2 separate regions of the Mus musculus genome follow, and region 2 is linked to region 1. Evidence: chromatin contacts called from public Hi-C data. All regions are on one chromosome and are shown on one strand. The core of a region is the stretch at or near the end of the contact, and the rest is flanking DNA. Distances in the headings are between cores, read along the strand shown. Region 1 has its middle 46 kb from the start of Gm31225. Region 2 has its middle 21 kb from the start of Gm31278.

Region 1 (7,037 bases), core at 2,903-5,402:
TTTGTAGCTTTTCTCCCGGGTGGGGACCGCCCCAGGGAGGCCTACCTTGGGATTAGCTGGTCTGTGCTCAGCTCTGCAGTCACTTCACACACAGCTCTGAATCGGCTTGGCTGAGTCATGAGTGCAGGGCAGGTCATGATCTCCATGACAGAGCAGATTGCATTGTGCTCTGTGCCAGGCATTGTGTTAGTGACTAGGGGTGGCAGGGGTGTGGAAGGAGAGGAAGAAGGAGGCAACGCCATCTCTGCTATGGCTTTGGAACTGAGGAGTGGGGACAGATGCACATGCTAACTGATCGTTTAACCACCCAGCAATGAATCCTGGAGTAGTCCATGGTAAATACTCAGAATGCTCTCTGAGCACATGATAAGACTCAATGTGTCTTGATTACTAGGATGGTCAATATAATTATTATTGCTAAACATTGGGATGGGTTTTGGGGGGGATGTCTTTTTATGCCTGGAAGCACAGAGAAAACTTTACAAAAAACAAGGGAGCCATTTGAATCTTGCAAAGATGTGATGTCATCGGTTTTGAGTAGGGGACTGGATTCAACTGGTTGGAGAAACTTGTCCAGGAGGCTCGGTGTGACTGTTTGTTCCATGTGGGGGTAACCATGGTCAAGCAAGAAATGAGGGTGTATGTGTCAGTAGACAACTTGCAGACATTGGCTTTCTCCTTCTGCTATGTGGGTCCCAAGGATTGAATCAACTCCGTCATAGGATTTCCTGACCTTTACACTTGTACTATGGTATGTACATGTCATGTACACACACACACACACACACCCACACACACACACACACACACACACACGACTCTGTGTTGTGATCTATGTGATGGATGCCGTAAAGTTACACCAGGTCTCACATGGGAGGGCTACTGGGGAAGGGGTATAGAGAGGCTGTCTCTGGGTGAGGGTGGGGGGGGGAGAAGAAAAAAGCAGGAAGAGGAAGGACTGGCCTTTTAAAGGGGGTGTGGCAAATGCCCAGTGGGAGGATGTGGTGACAGTGGGAATGTGTGGCATTTTGGCAGCTAGTGATGATGTATCCTGCTGTCACTGGGTCCCTGGGGTAGACAGTAGAGATGCTTGGTTGCTAACACTCTGACATCCACTATGGAGTAGACTGTGTCCGAGTCTGTGATTCTCCAGTGTGGACACTAGGACTGGTATTGACACCCACTGTTAATCAGCTGAGAAGGATCCGCACAAGGAAGCATCCAGTGAGTAGACTCCTAGAACAGAATGTCTATAAACAAGATTCTCGGTGTTACTGTCAACGGTGCTGGGTACAAAGCTTAGACTGTAAAGTCTCAGGTCATAGTGGTCACCTGCAGTGGGAGGAGTCATGGGGAATATTAATCTTCTCATCTGTATTCCAGTCAGTAGGGAAGAGGCTATGGTGCCTCCAGCCAGCACACAAAGGCTGCTGCATGACAACCTGGGTTTCACCATGCCTCCCCGAGCTTGAAGAAAAGGCTGGGGCACCTCCAGATGGTAACTGGAAAGCTGGGCTGTCTCTAACAAAGGTGGTCAGGGGTTCTCATGCAAATAAGTCACTCACTGTCTCTAGAGTGCTGGAGGAGGTTTATCCCTGGGCCGGGGGCTATAAACTGGGCCCTAAGGCACCAGAATGCTGTGGTATGCACAGAGACACATGACCTGGAAGCTCTCATCCAGCTCCTCGAGGGAGATTTGGTTTCTCCCTTTCTGAACATTCTCATCTACCAGTGCTCTGTCTGCATGATGATGTCTCTTGGAGGGAAGTGAGCTGCATCAAGTTAGTCAGTCATCTCTTTGTGGACATGCTTGCAACCACAGACATGATAGTAATAACGGGTTGTCACAGGATGCTTGCTAAATAGTTATGTCTCACCTCACTAATGCAGAATTTGGTTACAATCTGCTGTGTTCACAGCGTAGAAAACTGAGGTTGAGCAAGATCATATAAAGCAGTGATTCGCAACCTGCCTGGCGCTGTGACCCTTGAACACAGTTCTTCATGCTATGCTGACGCCCAACCATAACATCATTTCATTGATGCTTCACAACTGTAATTTTGCTACTGTTGCAAGTTGTAATGTAAATATTTGATATGCAGGATATCTGAGACTTGAACCCAGGCTGGCACTTTTGGCCCACAGGTTGAAAGCCATTGATCTAAAGGCAACTACATTAGTTAGTTTCCTGGTGCTGTGATAAAAGCAACCCGGCAAAGCAACTTAAAGGAGAAAGGGTTTACTTTTGGCTTACAGTTCCAGGGGATACAGTTCATCAGGGTGGGTCACATGGCATCAGGCAGGGATGGCACAGTGGCAGTAGCCAGAAGCTGGCTGGTCACATTTCATATACACTCAGGAACAGAGAGAGAAAACTAGCAGGTCCCAGTGACTGACTTCCCATAGTGACTGTGCCTCCTAACGGTTCTATAACCTTCTCAATTGGCTTTACTACCTGGAACCAACTGTTCAAATATGTTAGCCTTTCGGGACACTTCACATTCAAACCAACAACATTCCTAAGTGCTAGGGGTGAACATGCAATCCTGGCCCATCTAGTTCTAAAACCCAGGTGTGTGACCAATAGATGCCTTCTATCATGGGATATTCTATAAGGAACCGGTACTATGAAATCTTCCATATTTCATCTTACTGAGCTCCATCATATGCAGTGAGAGAATCAGAGCTTGATAAGTTATTTCAGTGTGTGTGTGTGTGTGTGTGTATGTACATGTATCCTCTTGTCTATGTGCATGCATACACCTACATAGGCAAGCAGAGGCCAGAGAAGAGCCTCTATCATTCTTTACCTTATTCCTTTGTTCCTAATAAGATCTCTCACTGAATCTAGAGCTCAGCTAGGTCAGCAAAGCCCCTGTCCCCAGCAACACTGGGGTTGTAGGTGTATGTGGTGCCACACTTTGGTTCTTCATTTATGTCTTGGGACCTGAACTCAAGACCTCCTGATGGCCCTGAAATCACTCTCACACTTTGAGTCATCTCTCCAGCCCCATGATTTCCATGTTTTTTTTCTTTTGGGATGAGAACACAGTGTAAAATTGCTGTGCTAAGTAATGGAGATGCCAGCAAACAGGGATGTACATCAAGGATCGTAGTGAAAAGCTTGCTCCGGGGATTCTGTGGCATGATACGTGGTAACCACATTTTAGGTCCTGGTCAGGTGCTGAGTCCTCTGTACTCTGTGGCAGGCACTGAAGGAACCTTGTCTTCTGATACAAGGGTATCCCTGCTGTGTACCCTCTGGCTGATGACTGACTTTTTGCTAATCCTTATTTGATTACAAAAATGCCAAGGACGAATTCAGTGGTTTGCAACATGTCTCTTGTCCCCAGTTATATGATCTTGCCCCTCTCCCCCCATTTATGAGAAGTGTGGTTCATAACAGTGCCAGAAGGAGTGCATCATAGGAAGTAGACTTCAGGGCACAGGAACACGATGTCCAATGGATGGTTCCATGTGTATGTTGCCCACTGACAGGTGGAGGTGGTAGGAGTGACCTGAGGGGAGAGATGGCAGGACATGGTTTAGTTTCCCTTGGAGGCATGACTGGCTGTGTGGGAGGTTTTCTTTCAAGGTTTTCATCCATAGGCGGATGCTTCAGATGGGTCCACTTTGGGATGCTAGGTTGACTCTCTTGCGCATGTGGTCACTCTTTTCTTTGTTTTTTTAACCCTACTTCAATAAATTAACTCCAATGGTACCCACAGAGAGTGTGGGATGTCTCTTATGGAGAGAGAGAGAGACAGAGAGACAGAGAGATATATAGGAGGAAAGACAGGAAGAAGAAAGAGGGGAGAGGGGAGACAGAAAGAGAGATAGAGAATCCCTAATCATCTGATAGGCTATCACAAGTAGACTCCTTTTTCTCTAGCTTGCAAAATCTATCCAGGGCTTTAGCCTTATTTCATGCATGGTCAGCAAAAAAATCTATACAGTGGAGAGCAACCTGCTTTCCCCTTTTTGACTGGAGGGGGCTCAGGAGACCCTGCAGGAAGCCCAGGGTCCAGCCCGGAGCTCTGGAGGAAACACATATTGCCAGCATTCAACAGGCGGCGCTCTTTGCCTAGGTGTCAGAAGCCAAGTCCTGATGCCTGCCTACTGCAGCTGAGTAAGCCGGATGCTCATCTGAAAACGAAAGGTTGCTCCCTTCCCTGGAGTGGGGGCTGACTCATCCTGCTCCTGCACACTGTTTGGAGCCCTGTAGGTTCTACCCTGAGAAACCAGCAAAGGTGAGCCCTTGGCCTTAATCTCTGGAGGCACCCCAAGTTCCTCAGTCAGCCTCAGATGGGGAGTCCAGGCCCTCCCGCAGGGCTCTCCTGCTAGGGGGCTGTCTTGAAAACAAGAGCTAGAGAAATTTCTGGGAACCTGGGTGAACACTCCAACGGAGAGGAGAATAATGAATATTTCATGGAGGTGGCTGGAGTTATTAAACAACATTACACGCGGAGCGTGTTGGCAGGGATCTGAGCCACATTTACATGAGTAAAAATAGTGAGAAAAGAGACCCAGAGCTGGGGCAGTGTAAAGGAAATCCCAGCAGAGCTCGGATGGAAGCAGCTTTCAGCCCCTCCAGGTTCAGGTGAAGGCCTCACTCTGTACCCTCTGACCCCATCTCCAGGAACGTTCCATTCCACAGTCAGGGTGTGGATAAGTAAGAGCTGAGAGCTGACAAAGTCCCTAGGGACTTTGATTCTCACACTGCACAGTATGTGTGTGTGTGCGTGTGTGCATGTGTGTGTGTGTGTGTGTGTGTGTGTGTGTGTGTTTATGTCTGTGTGTGGAGCAGGGTGTGTGTATATGAGTGGCATGTGTGTGTGTTTGTGGTGTGTGTAGTGTGCATATGTATGTGTGTGTTTGTGGTGTGTATAATATGTATATGTTTGTGGAGTGTGTGTGATGTGGGATGTGTGTATGTGTATGAGTGGTATGTGTGCTTGCGGTGTGTGTATTGTGTGTGTGTATGTGTGTTTGTGGTGTGTATGGTATGTGTGTTTATGTGTGTGTTTGTGGGGTGTGTGTGTGGTGTGTGTATGTGTGTGAGTAGTGTGTGTGTTTGTGGTGTATGTGTTGTGTGTGTGTATGTGTGTGTTTGTGGTGTGTGTAGTATGTGTGTGTTTGTGGTATGTATGTGTATCTGTGTGTGTGTCTGTGAGTGTATAGGCCCTTAGGTAACACTTTCCTTGTCTTAGGGAACCTTGAGGGTTAGAAGGGGCTTAGAATCAGGCCTACCTCAGGGATCTGTCCTGGAGTCTCAGATGTCTGAGTCAGAGGGAGTCAACACTGCAGGAAGACTGTATGCTTTGGACTAGAGTGAGGTGGCTACACTGGGGCTCTATGACCCCTGAGGCCACCCGTAGCTGAGCTATTCCCAGACCTTGTCTCTGATGGACAAGAAGAATCAAAGGCCTCTTTGTTTATCCTCTGCCCCAAGCTCTGAGAATTTTGTCCCTGCCTCTTGACCTTCCCTCTTGTAGTACGTACTCACAAGAGGCATGGAAGAGGGAACTCTTGGAAGAAAGCAAAGATGTAGGGAACTAGAATCAGAGAAAGCCTGGACCATCTTTGAGCCCCTGGGTGAGCAGCTTAATTACACTGGGCCTCTGTTCTCTTGCATCCTGTGAACACTAATCGAAGGGATGTCTGTTAAGTGGCAGGCACCATGACCCATGTCTGGTATGCAGTCTGTGCTCAGTGAATATTTGAATCTTCTTTTCTTTCCACTCTCCCAACCTGCCCAGTGCCATGATTCTTTTACAAGGTCGATTCTTCTTGGAAAGAAGGGGGAGAGAGAAGGAGAAACTGTGACCAGTGAGTCCAAGACTGAGCTATGTGTATGTTGCCTGTTCTCTCTCTCTCTCTCTCTCTCTCTCTCTTTCTCTCTCTCTCTCTCTCTCTCTCTCTCTCTCTCTCTCTCTCTCTCTCTCTCTCTCTCTCTCTCTCTCTCTCTCTCTCTCTCTGTACCTTGAACTCCTCTTATATCATTCCTGTGGTGCTATCAGCTTCTTAATTACTCAAATGACCCTCTGCAACCAAGAATGTGGAGAGGCAGACATTGTGTCTGTTGGGCTCACTGTGAAATCCCAGCTACTAAAATAAGCTCAGTAAGTCTCCATGGATGGATTCATGGATGGATGGATGGATGGATGGATGGATGGATAGATGGGTATGAGCCATTGGTTGAGTGGAAGAATGGATGGATGAGTGGATGGATGGATAGATGGATGGATGGATGGATGGATGGATGGATGGATGGATGGATGGGTAGATGGCCATATTGAGAGATGGATAGACTGAAGGTTGGTAGAAGGCTGACTGGATGGATATACACATGGATAGATAGATAGATTGATGGATCTTGGGCAGTTAGAGATTCAGTTCAGGTGTTTTCAGTTTTACTACTTTATCTCACACAGAATGTTTTTAGGAAGAGTGTCTTTGTTTTAAACCCTCTGGTTTCACCATCTTGGATAAGCAGGAGAAATACCCATAGCTTGCCCACCAGGCATATAAGGGCCACTGTGTATCCCCATGTCCACAAGGAACCACTCCCTAGAACTTTTCTTTCTCCCTGAACATCTGGGAGGGGTGGGAAAAAAAACCTCTTGGTCAAGGGTAGATGCCAAATTCAGTCCCTTATTACTAGGCTTGGCATCCATGTCCCTTGAGATGAGGACTGCTTTGGGTCTCTGGAATGACGGGGGGGGGGGTTGTTTATTTGGGTTGTTTTGTTTTTTGCTTGTTTTGATGCTAATGTGAAGGAGGGGAACCAAAACTCAGGCTGCTGACGCTAGGTCTCTCAGAATATGGTTTTTCTCTGCAGTGTTTGTGGGGAGCAGGTGGTTCAAAAGGACAAATGATGTCTATTACAAGGAACCGTGTAGCTTGTCAGAGTCAAGGTCCCAGCTAAGAGGGCAGGGTTCAGAAAGTAAGGAGCAGAGCTGGGGCATGGGATCCGTGCCAGATAATCTCCAGTACTTATCAACATCACGTTTCACCTATAAACCAACTGTGTATTT
Region 2 (7,037 bases), core at 2,036-4,535, 230 kb before region 1:
ATTGGAAGGCAGAGGTTCATTAAGTTGTCCAGGCTGGCTTTGAACTCACTCTGTAGGTCAGGCAGACTTTGAACTCAAGATCTTCCTGTCTCTGCTTACTGGGTTATTCGGATGTTAGACCTGTAACCATGGGGTCTTGCTTTGGAGTCTTCTGACTGAGAATATATTCCAAGACTGGCATTCTAAGTTAAATCAAATGTCCGTACCTATTTTTCAGTGCTTTTAACTACAAGCCTCTCGGATGGCCACCTGGGTTTTCTAGGCAGGGGACAGGTCCAGAAGAGCTTAGGAACTTGCTGGGGCGACTTGCAGGGAGGAGCTGAGGTTGAGACTGGGCCAGATGGCTCTTGCTTATGGTGCCCTGTGAAGCACTGTCTCTGTGGCAGAACACAGTGGCCACCCTCTACCCCCACCCCACCCCCTGCCTTATCTGTGGCTTCACTTTCTGTGGCTTCAATTACCCGTGGGCAACCACAGTCTGAAAATGTTAAATGGAAAATTCCAGAAATAAACAATTCATAACTTTTAAATTGTGTGCTGTTCTGAATGCTGTGATGAAATCTCACACCATCCCACGTCATCCCACTCAGGATTGAATTCATTCTTTGTTGGGTACGGCTGTGATATATGGATCTTATACATACAAGGAAAGAAAGTCCGTGGTGACGTAACTTAAAAAATGCAATAGAGATGACCTATTTTAGGATTAGTCACTGTGGCTAATCTCTGTGCTTAATTTGTAGATAGAACTTTATCTTAGATATTATTTATAGAAAGGCTCCCCTCCCTCTGTGTGTGAGCGTGTGTGTGTGTGTGTGTGTGTGTGTGTGTGTGTGTGTGAGTGTGTTTGCATGGCTTGCTTTCAGGCATCCACTGGCCACCTTCACACATAGTCCCGGAGGATAACTGGGTCTTTTTGTGTTTGTTTTTCTTAACGAAATTTTTATACGGAGTGGTGTTTTTCATTATAACTTGGATCTTCTAACAAATTGCCAGAGAGTAAACAACCAGCCCCAATTTCTTACAGTTGGAGAAGCCAGAGCCCTAGGTCAGAATGCCACAGATGGATTGTGGTAAGGGCTGTCTTTCTGCACCCACTCCTTATGGGTGTGCAGAGACAAGGCATGTTCTCCTCGTCCTGCCATGGACCCATTTCTATCCTTAAGACTCATCCAAGCCTGGCCACTTTCAATTGACCTCATTTCTAGAAGGCGTATCATGGTTGGGAGTCAGTAGATGAATTTGATGGAAGGATAAGACATCATTTTGGCTTTCTTCAGCTCCTGAGGTAGTTGCTAGCTCACAATGGCAGAAACCCAAGGAGAGTGCCTCTGAGCTGTATCTCTGTAGGGCCAGCAAGCATCCTGGTTTCATACAGCTGAGCATCTGCGTAGGAGGAGGACACACCTAAGACTTCCCTTACCTCCTGAATGTAGTAGAAGTGGCTGGAAGAGGCTTTTCTGTGTTTCCTAAGCCGAGACAGCAGCTGAGTAACCAGGGGCAACTGAGGTGGGTCGGGGTGATAGAAAAGGCAAGCAGCTCCTCAGGGTGGGACAGTGGCCGGAGTTCTCTCCCTGCAGGGCAGTTTCTTGTGAGAGGTCACCAGAGCCCTTCTTCCAGCTCAGGATAAAGGATGCTCTTTACAGCCTGGTTTAGCAGGCCTGCTGTGCCTACCTGTGTACCACTAGTGGCCTCCTGCAGACAATTCAACACAGTGGGGGTCCTTCATTCCACTACCTCTGAGAGTTTCAGATGGTCACCTTGAAACAGAGTCATTCTATATAGTAGGGAGACATCCTTCCTACTTTATCCCAAGACTTAACCAAGTCTGTGGAATGGGGCAGACACATAATATAAGACCTGTCACTATTGCTGGATAACTGTCTAGGGATATGAGGGAAACAAAGGTAGTTCCAGAATTGTAAGGTCAATTATCATTTATTAATGGTGGTTATGGGCCATGGCAGAGTCATTTATACATTACGTTTTCTTTTCAGTCTAGAAGGTTCCTATTTATATTTTTAAAGACCAGAGTCAGCTTGCATAGGATGGGGCTTTTGGAACTCAGCTGGTAAGGTTGGGTACCTGTTTTCAAGATTCTATTTGCAGTCTGATTTACCCTGACTTTATACTGCAAGCTCCTTGTTCTCCAAGTGCTAATGACCCCCAGGCTGTGCGTGTGGCTGTGACGTGCATTCCATCTATACATGTAAGCGCATCGTAATGACAGCATGCGTAGGTTCATGGAAATGGGCATCAATATACCCAGGGCGACAGGCGGAACAGGATGGGCTGACTTCGCGGGGACATTTTCTTTTTTTTTTTTATGTCTTGAGGCAGAGTCTTATGAAGCTCTGGCCAGCCTTCAAATCCCTATGTGGCCAACAGTGACCTTGAACTCCTGGTCATCCTGCCTTCCCATGTGCTGGAATCTCATTTTGGCAGCGTGTGTCTTCATGTACATATATCTGTGTGCATGTAGAAGCCAGATGTCAAGTTCAAATGTCTTCCTTTATTGATTTACACCTTATTGTTTTGAGGCAGGGTCTTCCATTGAACCTGCTTAGGCTAGACTGGCTGACCCATGTCGTAGGGATCTGCCTGTCTCTGCTCTACCCCAGTATTGGCATCCGAGATGTACTCTGTCCTCCTTCTGCCAGCACTTGAGTTATAGACACACCTGCCTACTTCTGCTTTTTACATCTGGGCTGAGGATTTGAACTCGGATCCTCCTGCTTGTACAGAAGGCACTTCTTGACAGAGCTTTCTCCCTTTCTCCCCAGCCTGATTTTTGGCTCTTTGCAATAGGGTCTTAGTTATAATTATCGGTGGGCTGCCATGAAATATGTACACCAGGCTGAATGTGAAGTTGTAGCTCTCCTCTTGCCTCTACCTTTCAAGTGCAGGACTTACAGGCATGTGGTACCACGCCTAGCCTCCTGAGGCATTCTAATCTCAACTAGACTTTTAAAAAACTAGTCCCATAATGGAAAGAGAGAGTAAGATCGCAAAAAATAAGGAAAACTTGGTAACGATCATTTATATTTTTATCCAAGGATGGCTGAGGCTAGATTGGTTTTTAAATTCTTTTTTTTTTCTTTTTTCTTTTTAACTTCTGAGTTTCAGGCATAACTCAAGGATACCGGGAGTTTCCTCAGTTTTTGTTTTCAGATTTAAAGATTTCACTGTATTTATTCATTTCCGTAAGGGGGCAGGGGTTGGTATTGTGTGTGTAAGCACAATGCCCAAGATGGCCAGAAGAGGGTGTCAGGGTTCCTGGCGCTGTAGTTAACAAGTGGCTGTGAGCCATCCAGTGTAGGTGGGGACCTGAACTCAGGTCTCCAGCAGGGGCAGTAACCAGTCTTAACAGTACTGCCATCTCTCCAGCCTTGTTTTCAAAATTTAAGTCTTTCTTTAGTCCCCTTTCTTACCATCATATATGCATTACAAAATCATCAAGTTTCATTACGACATCTTTTTTGTTTTTGTTTTTGTTTTTTTCGACGCAGGGTTTCTCTGTGTAGCCCTGGCTGTCCTGGAACTCACTCTGTTGGCCATTTTGATATATGTATACAATGTACTTTTGAACCCCCCCCCCCCACCTTCTCTAGTTAGTCTCCCCTCCCCCTCCCACTGGTCCTTTTCCTCTTCCCGAATAGTCTTGCTTCCACTTTCATCTAAAATCCTCCCTTTTGTACTTACCATGATTCAGCAGAATGGGCTCTGGCCAGTCTTGGCTTGTGTTCTCTCTTCTTGGCACAGGCCTCCTAAACAGCAGGGCTTCTGTTCCTCCCAGCTCTTTCTGGATCTCAGAGTGCATGCGCAGGAGCTTAGGTTCTGAGTCAGATTCTCACCTCCAGGGTCCCTCAAACCCGAGGCAGCAACATCAGACATCTAGGGCTGGTGTGTGTGTGTGTGTGTGTGTGTGTGTGTGTGTGTGTGTGTGTTGCTGAACCAGAGATCTAGGAGGGTGGCTGTAATGCGTTGCATCTCTGCCTATCAGTGTGTCTTGTTTTTCCTTTTTCAAAATTGAAACATACAGGAGCTGAGCCGCCCCTCTACCCCTGTGAGAAGTAATTCACTACACCAGCTGCTTTTGCGACTCCACTCCCTTCCTTGGGTACCTGTCATCCTGAGGTTTGGAGGCGCCCCCTCCCCAACCCCCACCGCTAGTGTTTGAAACACTCATTGGTCAATCCATTGGGCTAGCACTGGCTCTAACTCCCCAGACCTGCCTCTCAGTGCCCTCATTGACCTTCTGCTGATAGGTTTCCATCACTCCCTTCCGGTTTGAGTTTCTGTTAGTTTTTCTTGTGGCGCATCTGATTGGCACCGCAGGCTCTCTGGATAGAACTCTGATGTGTTTTTCTTTGGAAACTGGCCCTGGCATCACAGAACCTCAACATATCCGCCGTTGGGGGGGAGGGGGCATGATCTGGCGGGGGTGGGGTGGGAGAACAGGTAAACAGTATGTTACAGGGGGTTGATGCATGTTGGAACTCCCCTTTGCCAGCGGTTCTGCAGAAACCTCGGAGTTGTCGGAACTTATCTTTCTTGTAGCTATCTCTTCTGGAAACCCTCCAGCAGGCCTTATCTAGAAGACTCCTTTTCTCTCCTAGAAAAAAGAAATACCATTACGGAGAAAAGGACAGAAACCTCCTAGCACATTTCCCCACCATCCCACTTTTAAACTTTCCAGCCCACTCGGCCTTGCCCTGGAATTTTAGGCCCCAATTAAACCTTTTGTGCCTCTTTACATAATGGCTGGGTCCCTCTGAAGGGGAATGGGTGGAGAGACAATTTTATGCATTGTGCTTGTGTTCTGTGATTGGGTCAACAGTCCATCCCCTGGAATAAAAAGAATAGCTTAGGGATGAGAACAAAACCATCATTTAAAAATACCCACAGCCATCTCACCCACCACAGAGGAGGCGACATTTGGGTATTCTGACTCTTCTGGTATCCCCTCCAGTTAGAGGAAGCAGACCCTCCCCCACCTCCCAGCTCAGTTCCAGCTGAACTTGCCCCACAGGTCACACATAGCTAAAGCCACAGTGAATGAACTTTACAGATGAAGTAGAAAACGTAACCCTGACCGCCATGGCTTCTGTGCCCCAGGGTCTGCCTGGTCTATGTCTTAGAATAGGGTCAGAAGACAGGGGAGGGGCCCTTCCACAGAGGTGTCCTGCTTGGGGAAAGCCATGAGCCCAGCAAGGAATGAGAAATTATCATTCTTCTGATCTTGATGTGTGTGGGATGACTTGAAACGATTGAAAAATCAAATCGGAAGTAGTGCAAGGATTTTTTTCCTGGGGAACCTGAGGTCAGCAAATGTGTTCTGGGCTTTGGGTTGTATTTTGGAGACTATAGAATGTGGTAGGTACTGCCCTGTCTCTCCTCTCCTTGTTTTATAATGGGCAAGATGAGACAGTCTCCAGCATAGTGCACTTAAGTCTAACTGAAAGCTATGTGCAGTGCTGTGGGGTATCAGAGATGGACAGAGGACTCATCAATCCAACCAATAAAATACCCACTATGTGTTGTCAGGCTAGATCCTGGGGAGTGATGAGAGGAAAGAGGAAGGTTTCTGCTGTCATATAGCTTGCAGCCGGGTGGCCTTATTTAGAGAAAAAACAACCAAAGACCTAAAGGAACTAACACCGTTGGATCTTTTTGGTTTTTTTTGTTTTTACAAAGGGGGTTTCACATAAGTCTAGCCTGGTCTGGATCCCCCAGCAGAATAGATGCACCTACCTCCTCAAAAGACCAAGGTCTGGGAGTTTAAATCATTCAGGCTCTGCCTCTAAGATAGCAAAATTAGATGTTGTCATATGGTTACAAGTTGCAGACACTTGCTTGTGGGGCTAAATGAGTGAGGGGATTGCAGAGTGGGGCATTAGTCATGACCCAGGAGTTCAGCTTCTGGCCTGGATGTGTGGTTCCCCCTCACTCGGCAGGAACACCTTTCTCTGAGTATAGGAATGACTCCCAAGTTTTAATGTGAAAAGGTCCTTTAGTCAACTCCAATGGAAACAGAAATGTTCTCGCAAATGTGCAAAATTGGTTTTGAAAAGAATCTGCTTCTCCCGTGCTCCTTGCTCTTCTCTTGGTGGAAGAAAAAAAAAATCTGAGCACGATACAGTTTATAAAGTATTCTCACACACGTATATTCTTTGAAAAGCAAACATCTTTAAAAAATCAAGGACAGATGTTCTGGAACCCTTAGGTTGGAGAGGAATGCAAAGTTAGGTAGATACGATGGAGCAATCCCCTCGGCGGTCCTATTCCGGCTTGGCACCTGGCTTCAAAGAAGGTCTGAGCTGATTTCCTAGGGTCTATAGTAGGGCACTAAGGGTGCCAACCTTTACTGGAAACCCTATCTCAGAATCACACTGGGGAGCCTCCGAGAAGGCTTAGTTGGTGAAGTGCTTGCCGTACAACTTGAGAAACCATGCTCCGTCCTCTGTGGGCAACCATACGAGCTCTGGAAAGAGTGACAGACCCTTGGGACTTGGTAGGTAGTAAGCTAGCCTAGGATTACCTGGCTAACTCCTGGCCAGTGAGGAAACTTATCCCAAATGACAAAGTGGATGGCTCCTGGTGAGTGACACCAGCAGTTGTGCTCTGGGACACACACACACACACACACACACACACACCTACTTACTCATGCAGAAACCTCCCCTGGGTGCATGCTTAGGGCTCTTGGGCTAAAAGAACTCCATTCTATTACCTAAATGCTGTGTCTTTTGGTGAGGCTCGGGGTGGGGCGTCAGGGGACACATCATTTGCATCTTGCTGTGTGACTCTGCTCTATGAGAAACCAGAGTTTGTGATTTGTCCCCATCTTCTGCCTTAAGAACCAGAACACAAATGTGTGGCTTAAGGATTTAGTCTCCTGGCTCAACAATGCCCCCTGTTACCCTGGAGGCCAGCAAGGACTCTGTTGTCTTCAGTCCTGAAAGGGGATCCTTTGATTAAATGGCTGAGCCTAGGAGTGACCTCTGGGTGTCAGTCAATTCTTTGGTGTTGCCTCC

What was found. Hi-C and Micro-C count contacts between places; a contact is called where the count stands out from the background.
Region 2: a contact with region 1 is called in a Hi-C map of uterus, with 2.7 times the contacts expected there. The contact joins two enhancer-like sites. A contact is called at or near these places in 5 of 484 Hi-C or Micro-C datasets (cerebellar granule neurons, embryonic stem cells, lens fibers and 2 more), 1 of 115 datasets of contacts at active chromatin or transcription factors (stem cell-derived neural progenitor cells) and 1 of 9 other capture datasets (embryonic stem cells).

What each region holds. Positions count from the first base shown.
Region 1 is chr8:116,141,491-116,148,527 of GRCm38.p6, reverse strand. No RefSeq gene overlaps it. Among named protein-coding and RNA genes, the nearest start is that of Gm31225, 46 kb to the left of the region's middle. Within about 2 kb of position 4,152, at least 66 of the 459 cell types and tissues checked have an H3K27ac peak or open chromatin away from gene starts, as enhancers often do. A contact at or near this core is called in uterus, where this site is marked.
Region 2 is chr8:116,369,504-116,376,540 of GRCm38.p6, reverse strand. No RefSeq gene overlaps it. Among named protein-coding and RNA genes, the nearest start is that of Gm31278, 21 kb to the right of the region's middle. Within about 2 kb of position 3,285, at least 48 of the 459 cell types and tissues checked have an H3K27ac peak or open chromatin away from gene starts, as enhancers often do. A contact at or near this core is called in uterus, where this site is marked.